Regions from separate parts of the Gossypium hirsutum genome. Here region 2 is linked to region 1. A link is a contact called in public Hi-C data. All regions are on one chromosome and are shown on one strand. Each heading gives the region's core, a stretch centred on a gene start, on an enhancer-like site or on the middle of the called end of the contact. The rest is flanking DNA. Distances are from core to core; before and after follow the strand shown.

Region 1 (4,268 bases), core at 967-3,466:
TTGATTTTTGTTTTTCTTTGATTCTTTGATTAGTTGTACAGAACATTGTTGTTCTTAATTCTTTGTAGTAGGTTTACTGTTTCTTGGATAAAATACAAATACTTATCCAAAAAATAAGAATAATAAATAAAAATTAAATCAATTGATTTTTATTATAAAATAAAAATAAAAATAATCAAATATAGTTCTTGAATTAAACTTACATTGAATCACCGGTAATTAAAGATGAAATTAATTTTATCAATATTTTAGCAAGGTTTTTCTTGAATTAAAATTATTTTTTGTAATTATTTTAATTGTAAGACTAAAATTAAGAATAACCATTTTTATTTAAAAATATGAAGTTAATATATGTAGGCATAGGAGAACAGGAACAAAATAGGCAGCCTCGGGATGCTTCATTGCGAAAGCTAATGTTTTAGGAATAATTTACAATATTCGTCCAAAAATATATATAGGATAACGGGAAGAGAATATTTCGAGTTTATCAGAATGGAACCATTCTTTCTTTATTTGAAAGCATAAACACTTTTCGTTTTTTAATTTTTAAATTATTTTAGTTATTTAGTTAAATTTTTTGTTTTCTTTTATTTTTAATTTTTTTGAATTTTTTGTAGAAAGAGATTTGACTAATAAAAAAATTCTCAACGCGACCCGATATTTTCTTTTTCTAAATCACCTCAAAATAAATGAGAAGTTAATATTTTTTAACTTTGCTGACATTGAATATATGTGGACTGTCACGTGGATGATTTGTTTAATTAGTTTTTTTAATTTTAAAAATTAAAATATATAAACTATTTTTAAAAACTAAAAATCATTAAATTATTAATATTTTAATATTTTTAATATTTAAAAAATTAATTAAATGTTTCATCTACATAACAATCCACGTGTATGTCATATCAGTAAAGTCAACAAGCGATAAATTTTCTATCAATTTGGGGTAATTTGACAAAAATGTAAATTCAAATACCACAAGAGACGAAAATTAAATGGAAGGCTAAAATTTTTTTTTTTATAAAGTTAGAGGGCCAAAAAATCATTACACATGAAAAAAAATTACTCGTGTTAATTTCTATGGAAATTTCAATTAATTTTCTAGTTTTAAATTTGGTAGAATTTTGGTTTTCAATTTAAGAGAGAGAAATAAAATAGTTCATAGGAAGAAATTAAAAAGAATTGTGAATTTTATGATGAACCATAAAATAGAATGATTTTAATTAAAGTTTAATTTGATGATCTGATTTTTCTATATAAATAGATAGATAGATACAGATACCAACCATGGCAGATCGAGGTTGAGATCTCATTTCGGCAACTTGAATCGGACCAACGTCTAATCTGACAATTCAACTTCCTAACGCATTCTCCATTTTTTTTCCCTTTATTTTATTTTTAAAATATTAAATGTGCAATATTTGTTTGAGAGGAGAAAACCATTCTATATTGATTTTGGTAGAGCATGGGCATGGGTGACACTGCATAGATATTTGTACATATAATATAAGGTAGCAAATATCAACGTCTACAGCTTATTGCTCTTTTTTATTATTTTGTAAAGTATATTGTTCTACACGTAGCCGGATAGCTCTAGAAAACGAACATTTGAGGTGTGGTAAGCAAGCAAGACGAAAGTTGAATTGAGTCCACCGTAATAACTACTTTCTTAGTCACTTAATTTTTTAGATTTTTTTATTTTAATTATTTTAAAAAAAGCTTTAGTTTAAAGATCTAACGTTTAAATAATTAAAATTATATTTTTTTACAACAATAACTCGATTAAAAAGATATTTTTTTGAATAATCAAGATAAAAACCCCCAATTAGGTTGTGTACCTAATAACAATAATAATATTCCACTTATACAGATTGTGAAAAGAACCGATGGTGTTTGGTCAAAATCCCAAAAAGAAGGAAGGTGATGGATAGATGGATGGATGAGTTTACGTGGGCGGCGTAATTTGGCATGGGGGTTTTCACACTTTGTAAGTCCATCATCAAATTAAAATGATGAGCTTCCAAGAAATTAGAGTCTGGCAGTCGGGTGAAACACACGCAAGAAACGATCCATTTGCCATGCAACTGTTGATGATGATGCTGATTTTATTTTTAATTATTATTCGAAAGTAGTAAGTTTCCACGACAACCAACTCTGACAATGTCAAATGATATATCTATCCCCTACCACCAAAGCTTAGCGACCAACTCCTCCACTGACTGCTGTCCTTTATTCGTTTTTGGTCGGCAAATTTGAGAGGGGGTCCCTCAACATGGCTTGATTGCCTTCTTTTTTACTTTCCTTTCTACACTTGCCTCTCCTCTATTATTCTTTTTCTATGGTCGGTTCAATTTATTGCAATTGTGCCATTTAGATTTTAGGTTTTTTTTTTTCACTTATTTTTTCAAACAAAAAAACTCTCGAGCATTATTTGGTAATGCCTCAAAGTCTTCAATTCAGTACTGTCATAGATATTAGAGATTAATATGTTTAAAATTTTGTAAAAGTACCACAAAACTCCCTATATTATATCACAAATTGTATTTTAGTTCTTCTATTAAAAAAAAAAGGTAAATTAATTCTTGTACGTAAACAAAACAATCATTCTTTTAAAATTGCACCTAAATGTTTATTTTGATATTTATATATAAAATATAATAACAAATTTAGCCCTTAACATTTATACATATTCACCAATTTTTAAATTCCATTTTTTTAACAATATATTAGTATTCCAAATCTTCCTGTTGTGCATTTTTCAATTATTTCGTATATTATTTCAAGTACAAAGCTATTTTCATGTCAGTTAATATCTTTTAAATTGAATATCCATATCATTAGAAAACTTTGAAAACGCAAATTGAATCCATAACCAAAAGGAAAACTGGAAAAGTGCATTCAACTAGAAATTTTCAGAATCAGACCGGTGATTGAATCGGTTAGATCATCGATTCGATTAAATAAATTATTAAAAATTTTATAAAAATAAAAATTATTAAAAATTCAATTCAATCGATTTTTACCGAGTTCCTATAGATTCTGAGTCAACCTATTTAAAACCCATCACTAGAACAATACTTTAATCAATTTTCAATCCAATCAATTCAACCGATCAGTTCAATCTGATTCAGACAACCTTATCGAACGGAATGCATTACAGTGCAGCAATGCCAATTTTTTGAAACGAAGTGCTGCTCTCCCATGGAGAGTTGATGCCAGGGCCCACGCAGCTCATATTTCGAATAGAATGTATCAAATTGGTCACTGAAAAATTGGTGGTGCAAAATAAAAATGAAGAAATATTGAAGAAGATAAAAACAATTGTAGATGTTAAAATCACAGAAACTTCAATTGGAGTATTTTATTAGTTTTCAACTTAAATTTTTTAATAAAAATTATAGAAATTTTAAAATTTTAATGACTTTTTTAAATATTTTTTAAATTTTAAAGAGTTTTCTTTTATTTTTAAAATTTGTTACTGGGCTTTTTTTTCACTTTAGCCTTATTAGTTTTAAAATTTTCTAATTTATTTCTAATAAAAAAGTAAGGGTTAAATTAAATAAATATATAAATGTTAATGGCTAAATTTGTTATTACATCTCATGTACAATTTTAACAGAGAGATTATTTTCCTCACTCATCTAACATACAAAAACTAATTTACTATTTTTCTTAATAGAAAAACTAAAAAGCAATCCACGTAAAATACAAATGATTTTGTGATACTTTTTTTTATCAAATATTTATAATTCTAAACTTTATATCACAAATAACATATTTACACATATCATTATAACAGAGTGTAACTTAGGCTAGGTTGATATTAAAATATTACCTTTTAGATATCCAATAAAAAAATTTATTTCATTTTTTAGAGTGTCATAAAAAAATATAATAATTATACTATTATTTAATTTCTGATTGAGTATGTCACTAGTTAAAGTGGCACTAATCCAATTAAAAAAATATTATTTTGTATTTAAAATAATTTATATTATTCGAATGTATTTTAGTTTTTTTATTTTTTTAAATACAATAAAAATGCATATTATGGGATTAAACTCACACCAATTGCATACATAAAACTAAGTTTACCATTCAACCAAAGCTCTATTTTGATTTTTTTATATACATTTTAATTTTATTATGCACACTTTATTATCTCCATTATTTGTATACTTATACTATTATTTAAGTCATTGATTGAGTTGGTGTCACGAGTTAATCGGGCACCAACTTGATTAGTGAAATTACAAAAATATCCTTTC
Region 2 (4,641 bases), core at 1,098-3,597, 45 kb before region 1:
CAAAACTATTGAACACAAATAGTTCGTTGCTGTTAAATATCAGCAGTTTGTATTCTTTAAATTTTATTGGTTTTCATTTCTAAATGAGGGAGATTCCTTCAGGAAAAAGAGAAAAGAACATGTAAAACTTCTGTGGGTTTAACAGCAGATAGGAAAAGACCACATTCACCAAAAACTAATAAAATTAAAAATAATACAAATATGGAGTCAAAACAATAAACAAAATCATTTCCAGTGGATCTCAGAAATATTATATGGCTCCTTCAATATACTTAACGAAAATTAAGCATTTACTTCAGTAATTCTCTTGCAGCTAAATGTAAAAAATGAGGACTACCTTAATATCCATCCAAGCCTTAATGAATCTAAAACATGGCACGGAATTCACTTCAAATGTTTACTGAGAAATGCAAATCGTGTAGAAAACAGCTCTTGATATAATCAGTAATATAGTAGCTGAAATACCTTCTTAGGATTTGGAATGGAGCAAAGTGGAAGATGAGTGATCATCTCTTGATATGCACATTCATCTCTCTCTGTGAGCTGAATCACACCATCCAAAACAAGAACCTTCCCATATGTGGATGACTGCAAGAGTGCCGTGCTTCAAAAATTAAAAATTTAAAAGAAACTAAACAGGGAGAAAAAGAAGCAAGATAAAATGGGACCATGAAATACCTGAAAGACCATAACATTCTGGTAATCAGACTTCCCTTGAAACAAGACCTTTTCAACCTTTAAGGAATGCGCCTCTCCTGCATATTTCATATAAAACAGAGCCACTAAAGATATTTTTCTTCTCAGATACTAAATAAAAAGAAAGTATCATTTCAGTGAATTATTATGCTACTTCCTCCCTTGCATCTTTCTTAATTTCAAGTAACTTACAAAGCCTACTGCATGGAACCCCCCGTGCACACTAAAAAGACCCTAACTTGCAAAAGTAACACCAGCCTCGTACTCCACAACTTTCACAGTAACTACTAAGAAAGAACCCATAAATCCAAGAATCAAGACGGGCAGCAATGGATTAACATATTGAATTATGAATGAATATAGATCAGACGTCGCTATTAAACTAATAGTACACACTCCCAAATAAGAAAAATACACACAAGTGACAACATGCAAGCAGTATGCACTTCGAGATGTCAATCATATAAACAAGCAAATGTACACAAAGAAGCGTAAACGCTTAACATTCAATGAAAATGTAGTTAACTAGTAGTTAGACATATAAAAATGAAGTTTTTTTTTCCTTTTTCTTTTTCACTATAAAGAATCACAAACAGACCCACTACACAAGCAGAAATGACAACCAAGTTACATGAGATGTGCAAAATAATAACATCCTCAATATGGGAGATGGGACCATTTGAGAACCCTTTTTTTCCCCTAAAGAAGAGCCAAAAACAGAAAATATCAGATAAGAACGCACATCAGAAATGACGAATAAAAGGGGGAACGAAGTTGAAAAGAACCCAACCCATGAATTCAATCGAAATAAGTATCGCCCTTAGATGGAACCAATATCTTACACAATCAAAATAAGCACAATAAAATAAAATAAAATATTTTCATTCAAATCAGTTGAAAGCCAAATAAAAAGCACAGAAACTTGCTCACCATAATCTAAAACAAATCAATAACCACAAAAAATATACATAGATTAAAACATACATCGAAAATCAGAAAGGAAAAAAAACCAGATTTAAGAAAAAAGCCCTCTTTGGCGAAAATCAGAAAGGAAAAAAAAACCAGATTTAAGAAAAAAGCCCTCTTTGGAATCGAAGCAGAGAAAAAAAAAACACTTTACATTCTTTTCTCCAAAAGGAAACGTAAAGAAAAGATTAGGAGAAATAATGGGGAATCAGGAGAGTTGAAAAACGAACCAGGCCACATTGGGCTAATCTCAGAGAACCATCCAGGAATAACAGAGGAAATCCCATCAACTTCCTTGGAAGTGTTATTGGTATCAGCTTCCATTTCCATGGCAACAACAGCAGCAGCAGAAGAGACCCCGTTTTCTTCGTCTTCTCTGGGCCTTTTAACGGGCAAATCAGCACAACTTACAGGGGCACCGCTCTCTTCTGCCATTGAGACACCTATTTGTTTCTGTTTTAGAAATACAAAAAAATTGGGAAAAAGACCTAAAAAGAATCGGAAAATAGAAAATCTCGGGTTGGCTGGATACAGGTCACTGAAAGAGAAAAAGAGGCCACACTATATCGGTCTTTGGTCTTGCTTTATAGTAGCATCCAGACGCCTGTTGCTGCAAGGGCTGGGCTGTTTAGGCCTTCGCCAAATAATATTAATATAATATAAATTAAAAAGCAGAAAAAAGAATATTTGAGGAAGAAAAATCAAAATTTCAATTTATATCGTCATATATGGATTACGAAGAATCTGCTTGCAAACGACGCGTCTTTTGTGTGTGGACTGGGATTGTGACTTGTGAAGTTGAGATTTTCTTCCTCTTTTTTACTTCAATTATTAAATTATTACAAAAATATTCATTAGTTTTTAATAATGCCGAGTTGGATTCTGAACAATAAAGAATTTTCCAATTTAGTAAAATTGAATCAAATAAACAAAATCATTACCAGTATTATTACTGATAATAAATGATAAGGTTCTCAATTAGGGTTGGGATTGGGATGAAATCATGTTTCGTTGGGATTATCAATGAAATTTTTATTTAATAACAAATATTATTTTGCTTTATGTCAGTGTGAAAAGTTGGGGAATATCTAGGCGTAATAAAGCTACTGTTGGTGGATGATGCCGATATTTGTTAGATTTTCCCTTCTTTTTTATTTATTTGTCTGTTTTTGTTGCCTTCTCAAAATATAAAATGCTTTGCATGTGGGTTGGATACCATGGAATATATGGGATTGTAGACTTCAATCTTATCATCTTTACTATTTTATTTGGTCACGGGGGATTTATTGTATTTATTTCAAGCCTTCATCTTCCTTTGTCATGCATTGTAAGAAGTTGCATGATTACGAAGGTTAAGAGTAAAGATGAGAGAAATGAAGAAACGTGGTATTATCACTTTTGTTGTAAAACGACAACTAGAGTCTATTTATGGGTAGGAAAATAATTGTTTTTATGTGGTTTTTTAGGGAGTGCTTATTTGTATTTCTAGGGAATACATTGTTGAGTTTATTATACTTTGTTACTTCAAGTAGTTTTGGAGAGGTTATACTTGTAAGTGAGGTATTTAAGAGAGAGTGAGTGTACACTATTGGGCAACATTAAGGTTACAATTATCTAGTGAGTATTGCGTACGTTGGGATTAAAGCAACTGTTGTATCGAAAAAATATTTAAAGGATTCAATTCTTTTAATAAGGCTCTGCAGAGATAAAATTATTTAATCTAAACAATATCAAGAATTTTGGTCTCTCAATTTTTTTTACTCCCTTATTTAACTTGCAAAACAACTTTGTTAAAAACTTGTTACAACATTTGATTCAACAACTTTTTCCAACAAGATTCGGAAACATCTCAAAAGGCCAATGTTTGTATTTTCATTTGAATGTTGATTTGAATTTCATCAATGTTAATATTTGAAGACTATTAACTTGCTTATTAAAGATATGGTCAAATCTGATCCTGACACTAGAAAAGTACATTATTTGACATAACGAATATGTTGAAATAGTAAATCAAACAAAGTAGAACACACATTCTAATGTCGATCCGATTTTTGTTAAAGATTATGTTGCAACAAAAAATACAAGTGAAGGTATATTTATCCCTCAACTGACTTTTAGACAAATTAAGCTCAAATTTATAAGGGTTAAATATAAAATTAGTACCTGAATTTATCCACTTCTCCCATATTGGTATTTATAATTTTTTTGTCCTAGATTGGTACCCGAACTTATTTTCCATCTACTAAATCAGTACTAAGTCTAACGCCGTTCAGTCATAAATGATGTCATAGTGATCTCATAATTTAAAAAAATTTAAAAGAAAAAACTTTTTTGTTCTTTTGACTTTTCTCCCCCCCCAAATTTTTTTGACCTTCTTTTTTTCCCTTCTTTCTTCTTCCTCCCTCAAACCCAAGTTGCTACCTCCGTCGTTGTTGGTGGTTGGCCTCCTTTTCGGCCTGAAAATGGCATCAGAGTGTCAATCAATGATTTTTGTCTTCTCCAACTTCATCTCCATCCTTTGTCAGACTTCTCAAATTTGAAAAACTTTCAATTTTTTAATCAAAAGCTTCTTTATTTCTCTTTCATGTTTCTTCTAAGGGAGGTGAAGATTGAGCATTAATGTTTGAGAAAACAAATCAGAGGAAATGAAAGAACAAGAGGAAAATGTTGACTAGTTGAAATTTCTCCCCAAAATAGCTCTTCTATCTTCCAAATGTATCTATCAAACAAGAAAAACTGAATCAAAAGATAACAGTAGTTTCAAATCTCTTGAAATTTGTTCACCGTTTTTCTTACAAATTCTCAAAAACTTCAACAAAATAAAAAGAAATATTCACGATTAGTTACCAAAGGTAGCAAAAAACTTTCTTCCAATCTCTTTAAGTGTATCTGCAAAAAAAAAATTGAAAATCTAGGTTTTTTTTCTCGAGAAACAAATAGAAAAAATAAATGGAAGAGAAGGGTCTTAAGGTTAAGGAA

Evidence for each region. Hi-C and Micro-C count contacts between places; a contact is called where the count stands out from the background.
Region 2: a Hi-C map of leaf shows a contact between it and region 1, with 2.4 times the contacts expected there. The contact joins the promoter of LOC107909636 here to the enhancer-like site in region 1. A contact is called at or near these places in 10 of 34 Hi-C or Micro-C datasets (cotyledon, fibers, leaf and 2 more).

What each region holds. Positions count from the first base shown.
Region 1 is chrD02:61,411,094-61,415,361 of Gossypium_hirsutum_v2.1, reverse strand. No RefSeq gene overlaps it. Among protein-coding and RNA genes, the nearest start is that of LOC107908253, 3.8 kb to the left of the region's middle. Within about 2 kb of position 2,216, at least 5 of the 9 cell types and tissues checked have an H3K27ac peak or open chromatin away from gene starts, as enhancers often do. A contact at or near this core is called in cotyledon and leaf, where this site is marked.
Region 2 is chrD02:61,455,530-61,460,170 of Gossypium_hirsutum_v2.1, reverse strand. LOC107909636 (spermidine synthase 1) reads right to left here and starts at 2,347. Exons shown (of 9, transcript XM_016837246.2): 1 at 1,893-2,347; 2 at 679-755; 3 at 466-588. The coding sequence starts at 2,097.